Regions from separate parts of the Triticum aestivum genome. Here region 2 is linked to region 1. Evidence: chromatin contacts called from public Hi-C data. All regions are on one chromosome and are shown on one strand. Each heading gives the region's core, a stretch centred on a gene start, on an enhancer-like site or on the middle of the called end of the contact. The rest is flanking DNA. Distances are from core to core; before and after follow the strand shown.

Region 1 (4,199 bases), core at 1,213-3,712:
GAATTCTGTCCTTGGCTTACGTGAGGGTGAGCACCACAACTCGGCGTAAAATAGGGTCCTCGGAACATTCTCATCACAAGTTGCCATGAAGTTCACGTGGTTGCACGTACTCCCTTCGTTCGGAATTACTTGTCGTAGAAACGGATGTATCTAGATGTATTTTAGTTCTAGATACATCTATTTCCAAGACAAGTAATTTCGAACGGAGGGAGTATCAGTGAAGGGATGCCGGCCATGGTCGCTTTCCTCCACACCAAATATAAAATCAAGTTTGTACTTTGGTCCCTGTAGCAAGAAAGAAGCAAGAGTGTTTGTTGGTCAAATCAATGTAAAGCTAATATACGTACTTCCTCCGTCCGCAAATACTTGTCATTGAAATGGATGTATCTAGATGTATTTTAGTTGTAGATACATCCATTTTCATCCATTTTGATGACAAGTATTTCCGGACGGAGGGAGTACATAAGTAGCAGCTAATGATTCAACACAGAAGAGGAAGTTCAATGCCTACCCAAAAATGTTGGTCCGTGTAATCCTTGAGCACATGTTTAATCTTTCGACGCAACCAGCTCCTCTCCTCCTCATATTTTGATCTCGCGCTTGATACCACCCTCAAGGCGGCCTCTACACAAAGTTCAGGCGCAGAAGCTTGCAAAGTGCCACTAGTTTGGAACCTGGATGTTTTTTTGAACTCCAACCACAAGGCCGACATAAGGGCTCTGATGTCATCGACGCACAACACACCACCACTAGTTTGCGCCTTGGTTATATGTGAGAGCAGCTTGCTTCGGCCATCGGGCACGAGCAGCAGCATCCGGTGAAATTCACCGAGCTGAAGGGGCGTCGGGTGTCTAGCAGCCATGGCCGCCTCGTGGAAGGGGTTCTTTGTTGCAGATGATGACATGTCAAGAAGGACGACACATTTTGAACTGCAGAGTTTCTCCATAGCACAAGCAATTGAGGACCGGGGGTCGGCGAACAAGGCAAGCTTTGCAAGCCCCTCAAGGGAACGGACAACTAGGCGGAGCAGAGATAGGGGGTCCAGGACGTCATTGTACTCATTCAACATCATGCGCTCAGAAGCTGAGAGAACGGAGCCACATGTGTCATGCCAGATTGAGTTAAGGATGATGTTGGAGAGAGGGTCACAGGGCCCATAGCAGTGGCCTGCCATGAGGATGTTGCGCATGAGTGAGCCCGGAGGTGCGGACAGCAACTTGAAGGCCTCGACGTACATGTTGTGAATTATGCCATGGAGGTACATCTTGAGAGACTGCAGGTAATCGCAGGCGTCACCACCAGCGCACGGGGTCCTGAGAATGTGTTTTAGGCCATCTGCTATCTTGAGGCAATCTAGCAGCTTGCTAGGCAGTCCGGTCTGCAGAGACGAGATGGCGGTCCCGTCCCAGCGGAAGGCGGTGGAGCTGATCCTGGCGTCAGCAGCTGCACTAGAGACGACAAGGGGCTCTGTCTCGGACCATATAGCGCTGTCGCCGTTGTCGAGGTTCTGACGGACATGGACAACCAGCCCATCATTGGTGTTGCTAATGTTGGCAACACACATGGGGGTCATCATCATGTGCAACACACGGTGGATTTCTCGGACATCCTCGGTCGTGAGGGGGCCATTAGCTGAAAACAACTTCTTGTTGAAGAGGTCAAGGTCGCCTTTTTTTAGCCGAATTGCCATGACCTGAGCCAAGGTGCTTGGCGAATGGTGACCTGCTGAGGTGGCCGCCCACTTGAGGGCGGCCTGCGTCCTCTTGGATTCAGGGTCCAGTGTCTCCGGCTCCACAAGGTAGAGATCGTGCTGGACGAGCATGACGGCGAGGAGGAGATTGGCCTTGGCCCTATAGAGGTAGCGGAAGGCCTGTTCCTCGTTGATGCATCCGAAGTAGGCCACAAGGAAAGCCATGAGACTGTGGCAGGACCTGGTTGCAACCTCGTGCCAGGGGTCGAAACCGGGTCTGTGTCTCTTCTTGGATCCCGTCTTGGCGGCGACGTCGTCGCCGAGGGGCTTGGTTTTGGGGTTTAGGAGGGCGAGGGTGTTGAGGATGATATTGGAGACAGGGTCGAGGAGGCCGAGGCAAAGGCCGGCGGTGCTGAGGATGCCGTAAAGATGGGGCATGGCCTTGCAGGGCAGCCGGAGCCGGCGGAACGTGTCGTCGTAGAAACTGAGGATGAGCTCGCGTGTGGCTTCTTGCAAATCGTCGTCGTGGGGAAGAGGCGCGTCCTCGTCGCGGTAGTTGAGGCTGTGCAGGCACGAGATGAGCCCCCTCCGGGAGCTAGAGCCGCCGGAAGAAGTGAATCCAGACGCCATCTGCGAGCGAGCGAGCAGAGACGGCGGACGGAGGTGGCGTTTTTCTTTCGGCGGCGGCTCGCGGGGAAAGGCCGGCGGCGACCGTCTTGCGGGGATAGGAGTAGATCGATCTAGTCGGTCGACTGGGGAGATATATATGGAGTGGGACGAGTCCGTTTTTTGGTCGTGACTTTTGCCTCCTTGTCCCCGTGACCATATATAATGACTTTTTGGTCGACTGGGGAGATATGCCCCTTTCTCGCTTCCTTGGTTGCAAACCTTGAGATCGACTTGTAAACGGGTCGGGTCCCCCAAAGACGTGCACGTGCACGTACATGTTTTAGCGCGTGCGTCTGCTTTTCCTTCCTTGTTTTCTCTTTCCCTCGCTCGTCTCGTCTCGTCGTCCTTGACTCGGCCTCGCTCGTCTCTTTACTTTGCATGCAAACGGGATGCCCTCCGATTCCATTCCATTCCATCCATCGGCACGAGGAAACGAAAAGAAAAACACTTTCCAATCGAAGCAGCATGCAAAGTAAAGTGTTCGCTCATGCAAGCTGTATAGTATGCATGAAGAATCCAAGCCATATATGCATATGCATTTTATCTCTCACCTCTCTTTCCACTTCTCCCTCCCTCCGTTCCTTTTTTTTTGACGGGGAAACAAGTGTTTCATCCAGAAATAAGAGAAGGATGGATGTACAAGCCTCCTCAGAGCTCAGTGATTCTGGGCCGCTGGATCGGTTCCCTTATGCGTTTTCGTCCGTTGGATCGAGAGGTGAGAGGATCTGGGCCGTCGGATCTGAAAGAAACACTGCTGAAATGAATAGTAATGGCAACACATTGTAGATACCATGCCCCCACCAGGGCATTTCGGTCATTTCGCCTAGGGGGGGGGGGGTATAAAATGGGGTCGCGCTCCTGTGGCGGAGACCTAGCTGCCGCCGCTTCCTCCCGCACTCGCTCGTCCCTCCTCCTCCTCTACGCCTCCTCCACATGAACCCTAACCCTAGCAGCTCGCCACAACGCCGCCGTCTCCTTCGCCCAGCCCACCGGACCCCTGCCGTCCACTTCCCCGGCGTCGCCGCCTCCTCGCGCACCCTCCTCTCGCGCGCTCTCCCCCAAGCAGCCTCTTCCCATCACAAGGCTGCACCGCCGCCGCCGCCAGCAAAATGCAACTGGCGCAGGTACGTCCTTCCCCTCTTTCCTTGTCCGGATCCACCCTCCCCACCTCACCTTCTCCTTTCCTTCCATTGCCGCAGGTCACCTTGGCATGGTCTGGAAGGCGACGGCGGCAGGAGGGCGCCGTCCTTCCTATTCGAGGAGGCGGAGGATGAGGGGCGCACCTAGCTTGTGGCCCTGTCCTGCTCGATGAGGCGGAGGACGAGGGGCGCACCTAGCTGGCGGCCCTGTCCTGCTCGAGGAGGCGGGGGCTGCCAAGCTCAAGCACGGCCACGGCGGCCCACCTCGGCAGGTAGCACCTCCATCTCCTCCGCCTCCTTCCTCTGCTCACTATTGCTGCTGCTAAGTAGAGGAATATGTGATGCAAATCCTCTTGTGTGAAGGAATTCTAGAGGGATTTGTATGAACAGAGAGAGAAGATGAGTTTAGAATCCTGGTTCTTTAGTTAGATAGTACCAATAGGGATTGGTTAATTTTGCTACTACTACTCAAACGGAGATGAGGAGCGAGACGTGGGTGAGAGGAGCTATGGTGAGCGCCCTTCCTTTGCCTCCTCTTGCTTGTACGCCAACATGTGAGAGCTGGGAGGAAGGGGTGGAGGCCATGGAGGTCGTGGGGGAGAGGAACAGGATGCCACGGGCCTCCTCTTGCTTGTACGCCAACATGTGAGAGCTGGGAGGAAGGGGTGGAGGCCATGGAGGTCGTGGGGGAGAGGAACAGG
Region 2 (4,496 bases), core at 260-2,759, 490 kb before region 1:
CTATATAATATCCTCGGTCTCTCCTTGATCTGTCACTACTGGACTAGGTAGCTTTGAATCGAATGGGATACTCTCTCATTTTCTATCATCTTCTGATCTAATGCTCATTGCATTAATTACAATATATAGAAACAAGAGGCCTAAGGAATTAACCCTTTTCTTATGTGTAAAACGGTTCAAGACGATGCAATGGAAGAAGTTCAGTTAGGAGAGGATGAGGTGCTCCGGCAGAGAGATCAAGTATCATGAAATTTTAGTTTCGGAGAACACTTGGGATACATGGCACCTCGAGCTAGCATCATATAGCCCGCAATGACAGGGGGCTAAATTTAGTACGTATAGCTTATCTAGCAGGGGTGCCGAATCGTCCTTTTGATGATATAACATGGCTGACCATTCTAGATGTGATGCGATATATTTTTGGTAAATCATGTGATGATTGGCTCTTGTGAGGAACAACTTCGATTTCTGCATACCCCCCTAAATTAATACCGGGCACAACTGCACAAATCCGAAAGCGAAAAACAGAGGAAAGCTGCACACAAGCAAAACTCGGAAAGAAAACAGAGCACCACATAGGTTCTGAAACTGAAAAGAGGAGCAGTAAAACAGCAATAACCATTCCTAAACGATCCCCAGCCGTTAATCACGCTCGGTCGGAGAGATCCAGAGATGAACAGAGACACCACATACATACATACATACACAAAAAGCTTGGAAAAAAGGATGGTACCAAATTACCAATGGAAATTCCTTAACGTTATTATTACAAGCACCATGCAGTGCAGCCGGTTATTACATTACAAGATCCATGAGACATGTCAAGCATTACATACATATGCTACCACACGCTCCAAATTAACCCACGCGTTCATCTCCCCTGCACTGCAAAATCAAATAAAAAGAAGTTAGATCCAACAAGAACCGGAGAACGCAAACACAGAGGAGAAGGAAAAGGTGAGGAGTTGACGCATGAATGGAGACGGCGACCACCATTTGTACGTACCTGCACGCGGCCGGAGCTGGCTCAGTCGCTGTCGCTGTCGCTGCTGCTGCTGCCGTGGCCGTCGTCGTCCTTGTGGCCCTCGCCGTGCTTCTTGTCCTTCTTCTTCTTCTTGTCCTTCTTCTCCTTGTGCTCGCCGTCCTTCTTGCCGTCGCCGTGGCCGTCGCCGCTGATCTTGTCCTTGATCTTCTCCATCATGCCCTCCTTGTGCTCCCCGTCCTTCTTGTGCTCGCCGTCCTTCTTGTGCTCCCCGTCCTTCTTCTTGTGCTCCTCGTCCTTCTTGTGCTCGTCGCTGCCGCCGCCCATGTGGAGCTTCTCCTCGATCTTGTGCATGATGCCGGCCATGGCGCTGCTGTTTCTGGCTACTTCTCTCCAAGGAAACTGGCGATGCTAATGGGATGCGATGATGGTGTTGTGGTGGGTGATCTTGTTTGGCTCCCCTTCGCCGGTATTTATAGGCCGGCGAGGGGTCGCGGCCCCGTGGCCTGAGTTGGAGGGTGTCTGAAGAAACGGGAGGACCACCGGATAAGGAGGAGGAAGAGATCGGATCGTGCTGCTGCTTAATCAAACAAGGAAAGCGTTGGCGACCGACAGCGATTATTGAGGGAGGCAAGCTTTGTGCACCCGAGTAGCGTACCAACCGTTCTGCTCTACAAATGCGTCTATGCTATTCCTGAATCCTAAGAGCATTTCTCTAACCATTTATGCTTGAAATAGGTTTTCACCTGGTTTTATAAATAAACAATGAAAGCACTTTACCGTGCGTGGGTTATTTTCTTATTTCCTTACTGCCCTCTCTAACCATTTATCCCCAAAATAGTCTTGCGCCCCGATTTATAAATAAAGCCTGACAATCGAGCAATACAAAGGTGTTGAGGAAATCTTCTTACAAAGCATATTATATCAGGTAAAAAGAGACAAATAAAGAGAGCAATGCAAAAACAATGCATCGGGAAATGCACACTACACGGCGTCCTATCTGGCCATTAAGCAAGAACACAAGAGTGGTCGAACCATGGCAGGAAGCATCTGCGGAGGTTGACCAAGTGTGGCCCCTTCGTCTCCTGGCGGGACCGAATCATTGTGAGTAATTTGTCTCTGGATCCACCACAAGTACCGGCCTCCGACTGCTATCACTTGCTTGAAATTCAACATTGGATGTATAGCCAGATGTTCATCCGGAAGAGAGAGAGGATGTGTTCGAAGATTGCTGAACCCAATATGTCCACATGCAAAGCTTGATCAACAATCTGAATCACCCCAAGATGGGTCCATAGGTCTCGGGCATGTGTGCACACGAATAGTAGGTGTCGGATGTCCTCCGCACAGTACTTGTGGACAACTCAATAACTCGCGGATTGTTAGCTCATAACATATTGAAGTGAGATATAATGTTTAAGATTCTAATACTTTGTGAATATACGAATATATTGTCTGAAAACCTACATATTAATATTGGTAACTTTTGATCTTGATGCTTTTGCCGAAACATACCAAGCAGGGTCTAATTATACAAAATGAATGGAAAAAATACAATGTGAATAAGGCGTGTATTATTAGCTAAATAACATTTCAAATTTCGAAATAGCAGATGTATCTTTGCTGACCTTGGCTATTTGGATTACTTTCATGCATGCAAAACGTCCTACTTAACCCCTTCGGTGGGGTGAAAAGAATGCAGAAAGGAATGGGGAATGGACATACATTGGAGATGTTCAATAGAAATGATCAACTAATGAATACAGAATGCCAAGAGAGTAATAAAAAGAGGGAGAGTTCTCGCCGGGTCATCTTTCAGTCAGTTCAGATGATTAAGTATATCTTCTTGAAAATGGAAGGAATCGAACGATATGTATTTCTTGTCCCAACATTGGCTATATTTCTTTATTTGAGTTTGTTTTTAACACTCTGTGTGTTGTGCAAACTTCATAGATATGGAATCACAATTTCAGCCACCACATTCAGTTTGACACTACATACATATCTTCGCGGAATAAGCCTCTACTCTCATGGATATATAATATCATTAGCCTCTCCTCCATGTGCTTCAACTACACAACTAGCTAGATTTGAAGGGTATGATATCTCTTGCTCTCCCTCAGTCGTCCAGTGTTCAACACATCATACCATCTTGGAATGAGAGGCCTCGAGAAATAATCATGCCCTTGTGTGTCAAACAACATAAGGTGATACTTTGCGCCATGCTCAGCCGGATGAGAGGGTTACTCTAGGACGGAAGAATGCACGAGTAAATTAACATGAATAATGATACGAACAACATACTGGAGTACAATAAGGACACATGGTACTTTTCTAGGGGGAAAACGGTGCGCGGAAAGGAATGGGGAGTGGACATGCATTGGAGATGTTCGGTAGACATGCTCAGCTAACGACTGCAAAAGACCGAGAGAGCAATAAAAAGAGAGAGAGGGTTCGCGCCAGATAATCTTTTCAATCACTTACCACGATTATGTATGTCTTTTTATAAAATGGAAGGAATCAAACGAGATGTCATTTATTGTCCCAACATTAGCTATCTTTCTCAATTTGAGTTTATTTTGCAGACTTCATAGATATGTGATCACAAATTCACCCACCACATTCATGACACTATATACATATCCTCACAGAATAAGCCTCTACTCTCATGGATATATGATACCATCCATCTCTCCATCATCTGCTTTAACTGCACAACTAGATAGCTTCGAAGGATATGACATCTCTCTTCCGTTGTCCTCTCTTTGTCCAATGCTCATTCCAATGCATTTACACTATCTTGAAATGAGAGGCATCGGGAATTACCCATGTTCTTACGTGTCAAACAAAATAGGACCTTGCTCAAGAAATAGCTCACTCAGACTGAAGTGGTGCACTTCATGGCAGGATGTTCGAGTCAGACAGCATGCATATGGCGACGAGCAAGGTTGTCAGAATCGCGATTTTGAATCGGATCGGAGCTTTGATGGTAGGATCGCAAATCGTAGAATCTTCACTATCAGGATCGTAAAGTCGTAGATTCTAAGAACTAAAATCATAGAATCATAGGGGTTTGTTTGGATCGTAAAGTCGTAGAATCGTATAATAGAATCGCGATTCTGACAACCTTGGCGACGAGCAACGTCTCGAAGAACAGCCGTGATATGTGACACTTCTCTTGAGGAGAAATGGTGTCAATTTTAGTTGTGATGGATCAGGCTACTGGTAATTTGACGGGAATACCATGTGACCATTGGCTCTTGTTGCGACCATGTCTATAGCCTGCAGAATCAAATCAGATTCTTTTTTTTCTACTATTAGTAGAAACCAAATAATTGCATGCGCGAGCGAGTAGTGCTTGGGGGACTCTTAGTGTATTGCACGTAGCAGACACAGACACACACACATGCTCGCCGTCACACAACGTAGGGTCACGAAACTTAATATTGACTAAGTCGTCACAAATGCCCCGTTATCAATCGTCATTACAGTAAAAAAGAAAGGCAATCCTAAT

The links. A called contact is a pair of places that touch in the nucleus more often than the background predicts.
Region 2: a Hi-C map of leaf shows a contact between it and region 1, with 3 times the contacts expected there. The contact joins the promoter of LOC123090565 here to the promoter of LOC123094206 in region 1. A contact is called at or near these places in 2 of 5 Hi-C or Micro-C datasets (both in leaf).

What each region holds. Positions count from the first base shown.
Region 1 is chr4B:11,663,419-11,667,617 of IWGSC CS RefSeq v2.1, reverse strand. LOC123094206 reads right to left here and starts at 2,462. Exons shown (of 3, transcript XM_044516264.1): 1 at 512-2,462; 2 at 1-285. The coding sequence starts at 2,320. The coding sequence ends at 178.
Region 2 is chr4B:12,154,617-12,159,112 of IWGSC CS RefSeq v2.1, reverse strand. It overlaps LOC123090565 (dehydrin HIRD11), which reads right to left and starts at 1,509. Exons shown (of 2, transcript XM_044511882.1): 1 at 1,007-1,509; 2 at 738-885. The coding sequence starts at 1,348. The coding sequence ends at 1,028.